Regions from separate parts of the Hordeum vulgare genome. Here region 2 is linked to region 1. Evidence: chromatin contacts called from public Hi-C data. All regions are on one chromosome and are shown on one strand. Each heading gives the region's core, a stretch centred on a gene start, on an enhancer-like site or on the middle of the called end of the contact. The rest is flanking DNA. Distances are from core to core; before and after follow the strand shown. Region 1 holds the start of LOC123411276 (NADH dehydrogenase [ubiquinone] 1 beta subcomplex subunit 9). Region 2 holds the start of LOC123409699 (CDPK-related kinase 3).

The links. A called contact is a pair of places that touch in the nucleus more often than the background predicts.
Region 2: a contact with region 1 is called in a Hi-C map of seedling, with 6 times the contacts expected there. The contact joins the promoter of LOC123409699 here to the promoter of LOC123411276 in region 1. A contact is called at or near these places in 5 of 6 Hi-C or Micro-C datasets (leaf and seedling) and 1 of 1 datasets of contacts at active chromatin or transcription factors (embryo).

The regions. Positions count from the first base shown.
Region 1 is chr7H:536,311,201-536,313,895 of MorexV3_pseudomolecules_assembly, forward strand. It overlaps LOC123411276 (NADH dehydrogenase [ubiquinone] 1 beta subcomplex subunit 9), which reads right to left and starts at 1,373. Exons shown (of 5, transcript XM_045104208.1): 1 at 1,127-1,373; 2 at 991-1,032; 3 at 807-888. The coding sequence starts at 1,252.
Region 2 is chr7H:536,514,600-536,517,294 of MorexV3_pseudomolecules_assembly, forward strand. It overlaps LOC123409699 (CDPK-related kinase 3), which reads left to right and starts at 1,301. Exons shown (of 11, transcript XM_045102562.1): 1 at 1,301-2,274. The coding sequence starts at 1,645.

The DNA.
Region 1 (2,695 bases), core at 123-2,622:
ACATGAGTAGTTTGTTACAGGTTATATGATCTTAAGATGTTACAGTATCGACAATAACCCATCTGAAAATGTGACAGTTTCTCACTTTAATCTAAAGCCTAAGCACATTAACTATCGATTATGAATCAAAAGTATGCACAACATTATTTATTTATTTTTCTAAAAAATGCTATTCTGCAGAACAGAATGTGTATCATAAAGCTGAAGCAGCCTCTATTCTCAAGAACAAACTGATGGTAAATAAAATTTGGCCTGAATCAGATTAGCATTCCCCTGAAATGAATATGTAAAAAGTCTGTACATCTCTGGCTTGAGAATGTTACGTTTGCAGTGAAGGTTAACACTGACTAAGATATGAAGATCATGTCACTACTCACTACAGTGGTTAGTTGAGACTAAACAACACAGCTCACGCCTCAAACAAATATTGGCACCCTAAGATAACCTGAATTATTTCTTAAGAGAGGAGGACACTCCTCTATAAATGAAAGCTAATAAGTAGTTTTACAAACCAGCAAAATGGAAGAACATGATAATGTGATGAACTACGTGATGACAAAACATGTCTGCAAGCAATCAATCACTAAAAAAATGCAGGCATGAGCTCGCAGCTTCAGTAAACAATAGAAATTCATCGGTCCTGAGTGTTAAAAAAACATTCCCGACTGAATGATCGGATACTTAATGTTCAACAGCCTACCGAGACAACTGCACGTATCACGCTACATGATTTACATCGCAGCATCGCGTCCACAAACAGAGGCACCAACAGCAGGAACGAAGGGCGAAACCATTTCAAGGCTTACCAATGTAAGGATCCGGGTGCTGGAAGTTCCTCTGCTGTGCCTCCGCATCCTCGATGAGCCTATCGATCACGTCCAGGTTCTCCTGCGACACACACACACACAGGAAATCCATCAGAACACCACGGGGATCGGCGTCAGATGCGAATCGTAGAGAAAGGGGGGAGACGCGAATCGCCAGTCTTACCACATTTCTGTTGGCCTCGAACTTGTCCCTGAGCTCGGACGCCTGCACGGGGGGGGGGGGGGGGGGGGGGGAACACGGGGTCAGATCCGCGAAGGGGCGGGGAGATCGGGGGATGGTGGGGGAGAGGGGCGCTCACATCCTGGTAGAAGAGGTGGCGGTGGACGGCCCAGTTGAGGGTGTCCTTGAGCGCGCGGCGGTAGAGAAGCCGCACCCGCTCCTTCTGCCCCGCGCGCCGCGCCAGGTACCCCGCCGTCGTCGACATCGACCTCGCCGCCGCAGCCGCTCCTTCTTCTTCTCCGGAGTTTCTCTCTCCACTCCTCTGCGTTGGTGGATTCGGATGGTGAGCGGAGGAGGAAGGGACCCGATCGGGAAGCCCAAGTGCTTCGGTGGGTGGGCGACTACCCCGGCACGGGCTTCATGGGCTTTAGTTCGGCCTCTCAGGACTGAGTTAAACGCAATAATCCTACACCAACGGACAAACGTTTTACAAATCTATCCAACTAATTATTTCGGCATTTCCTATTTAGCACCACAGGCATCAGTTAACTTGCATTTTTGTTAACTGGCGCCTGTGGCCTTGTGAATGGGCCGGCCCATATAGGCGTCGTTTGATTCTTTTTTTGAAAATTGTATGAATTTATATGAATATTGATGAACATTTTTTAATTTCAGCGAATATTTTTAAGATTGATGAAATTGTTTGAATACTGATGAATTTTTTAATTTGTATGAACATATTCTTGAAAATGGATGATTTTCTTTAAGATTTATGAACTTTTTTCAGTTCAACGAACTTCTTTATAAATACATGAACTTTCGTTGAATTCTTATGAACATTTTACAAATTTATTGAACTTTTTAAATATCTAATTAACTTTTCCTAAATTGACGATATTTTTTCATTTTCAATGAACTTTTTTTAAAATTGATGTACTTTTTTCAAAATTGATGGACCTTTTTCAAAGATATGACCTTTTTTTCAAATGGATGAACCTTATTTCTGTAAATCTGTAAACCTTTTCTGATTTCATATTTTTAATTTCGTAACAAAAAATAAAAAATAAAAACTGGGCAGCACTCCAATGGGCCAGCCCAGGCCAGCGGCGCTTTAGGTGCCGGATCGTTAACGGGCGCCTGCAGTTCTGCATAGGAGCTCCCATTTATTTCTCCCTTTTGTCTCGAAAAAATGAATTCTTTCTCCACCCCTCCCCCCTCCTCAGAATTTCGCATACATGGGCCCATATGAACACTGTAAATGCATTTGAACAAATGTTCGTAAATTTAAAAAATATACAGAAAAAAAAATTGTCCGTACGAAAAATATTCATCAATTCAAAAAAATTTCACTCATTAAAATATATTCATGAATTAAAACAATTGTCATGGATTTCAAAAAAACACCCAAATTTAAAAAATATAGAAAAAAATTCCAAACGAAAAAATGTTCGTGATTTTTTATAAATATCAGAAATTTCAAACAATCAATGATTCAAAAAATACTCACGGGTTACAGTGTTTTCTTGCAATTTCAACAAATGTTCATGAATTTGTAAAAAAATGTGGAGAAATTTAAATATGTGCATGAGTTAAGAAAAATGTTATCAGATTTGTCATAAATGTTCAAAAATTCATTAAAAAATGATACACTGAAAATATTTGTGAGTTTGAACATTAATGAAAAGGAGAAAAGAGAAGAAAAAGAAAG
Region 2 (2,695 bases), core at 51-2,550, 200 kb after region 1:
AAAAAAGTTTGACTTAATTCAATGTCAATATGCACTATTTTAACATGGAAATAATATATAATAAAAAGGTAACTGCTGTAATGTTACTTTTACAAGTTCAGTCCACACGCTTTCACCAATATTAGAAGGGTGTTGCATCATGGAGGTTGTTGGGTAAACTCACTTTGTTTCAAAATAGAAAGTGTATTTTCTTTAAAAGTCATACATTTTATGTATCATTTAATTACATAAACTCTACCCATTGCAGCAGCTATAATCACAAATCGATGTCATGGCTGGCTTGTTGGAGTGATTCCTACGTCTGTTCACAATGCCCTTGTAATGGTGATTGCCATCGTTGTCTGTCTTCTCATGACTAGGGATGTAGGCGGGCATCTCGCATAAGCCCACATAAATATAATGTTAGTTTAAACTAAACTAAATCTAACTAAAAGAATTATAACTAAGCTAAGATATTTTTGCTTTGAAGCGGGGCTGATCGGACACCGCTCTACATCCCTACTCACGACAGAAGATGCATGCAATGACTCCATTCTTGTTTGGAGGTTTTATCCACAAATTTTGAACTACATCTACATGTCAATCGGTTGCATTAACGCGCAGCAGCACGTGACCTTCGTTAAAAAGTTGTGGCCTCTCAATGAAATCCGCAACCAGCTCGGAACCAAATTGTAAATCCTGCAACAAACATCAACATATGCAAGCAAAAAAAAAACACACCCTACATTGAACCCACCCTGCAAAAAAAAAAAGAACATTGGTAATCCATGAAGAAAAAAATACTCTACCATATATGACTGTAAACATTTATGTGGGAGCATTATTGGGCCGACATGAATGTTAGCTTTTCGTTTTTCAAACTTCCAATCAATCAGACAAACGAAAACAAAAGCAGCGCAAAGAAAGAAAAGATGACCTAAAAACCAGGAAGGCAACACTAAAATCCATTAAAAGCGGCCTGCTTGAATCACCCACTCCTACACTGAAAACGGGCAGGTCTCGCGCTGTGATGAAACGGGTACAAGTGGACAACGGTGGCACCAACTGCCCTCACCCTCACACGGCCACCGTCGCATCGCACGCAACACCAAACGCCCCCACCACCCCGGCCCCACCTGTCACTCACCCCGCATTTACTACCGCCACCTCCTCGCTTGCCTTTCCCGTCCGCCTCCTTTCGAATTTTCCACGCACGGCCGCGGTACGCCGATGACGGGCGGGGCCCCCGCCCGGACGCGGCCCCACGGACCAGAAAGGCGCCGCGCTTGAATTTCCTCCTCCCCGTACGAGCGGGCGAGCGAGCGAGGGGAGATCTCACTTTCTCCCTCGCGCCCGGCCTTTTTACGTTCCGCCCCCTGGCGGGGAGCCGGGTTCGCAGTCGCCTCCCTCGCTCGCCTCTCCCGGCTGTTACCCGAGGGGCGAGGAGAGAGAAACGCGACGCCATTTTCCCTCTCTCGCTCCTCCCCTCCCCCTCTTCGTCCCCACATTTCCGCCTTCGCGACGAGGGCGACGACCCGCGCCCCCTCATCCCGCGCGCGCCGGTGCGGCCGTGTCCGGGCTAGCTAGCGAGCTCGCCGGGCCCCAAACCCTAACCCTAGCCCGAGCGGTCCTCCGCCTCCGGCAGGCCGAGGCGGGGGCCCGGCCATGGGGCAGTGCTACGGCAAGGGCGCGTCCTCGCGCGGCGCCGCCGGGGAGGACGACTTCGGGGTCGTGGCGGAGACGCACTCGCCGCCCCCGGCCAACGGCGCTGCGCCGCAGACGCCGCCGCCGCGGCACCCCGCGCCGGCCGCCTCGGCCGGGATCCCGAGGCGCCGCAAGTCCGGATCGACCACGCCCGTGCACCAGACGCCCGGGGTCGCCTGGCCCAGCCCGTACCCCGCGGGGGGCACCAGCCCGCTGCCGGCCGGGGTGTCGCCCTCGCCCGCCAGGTCCACGCCCAGGCGCTTCTTCAAGCGCCCCTTCCCGCCGCCCTCACCCGCCAAGCACATCAAGGCCACGCTCGCCAAGAGGCTGGGCGGAGGGAAGCCCAAGGAGGGGCCGATACCGGAGGAAGGCGGGGTTGCTGCCGGCCCTGGCCCTGGGGCCGTCGCGGATGGGGCGGAAGCGGAAAGGCCATTGGATAAGACGTTCGGATTCGGGAAAAACTTCGGGGCCAAATACGAGCTCGGGAAGGAGGTGGGGAGGGGCCATTTCGGGCACACCTGCTCGGCCGTCGTGAAGAAGGGCGAGTACAAGGGCCAGACCGTCGCCGTCAAGATCATCTCCAAAGCTAAGGTGAGGGACCTGTGGTGCTATACTGATCTCAATCTTCATCTCTGGGATTCTTTTTCCTTTCAAATTTAATCCGTTTCCGTTGCCGTAACCGCCATGCATTTCGTGCCATTGCGTAGCTAGTAAGGGAAATATATCGTACCCGTTGATGATCTGAATGATCGAGATTGAATGATAGGAGCACCTTGGTGATTCCTTTTTTACTCTCTAAATTTTAGGATCACTCTTAGATTTCTCACCGAGTCTTGCGCGAATGGGAATATGGGAAATTTACGTACTTGTCTAATTGATGTGGTTATAGGCTCACGTGCAATTTATAGACTAAACTAATGCTTCACCTGTTGGGTTGAGGATTTTGACTCTTAATAAAGTAGGATTATATCAGAGAAATTAAATATTATACCATAACATTCTTACTAAAAAT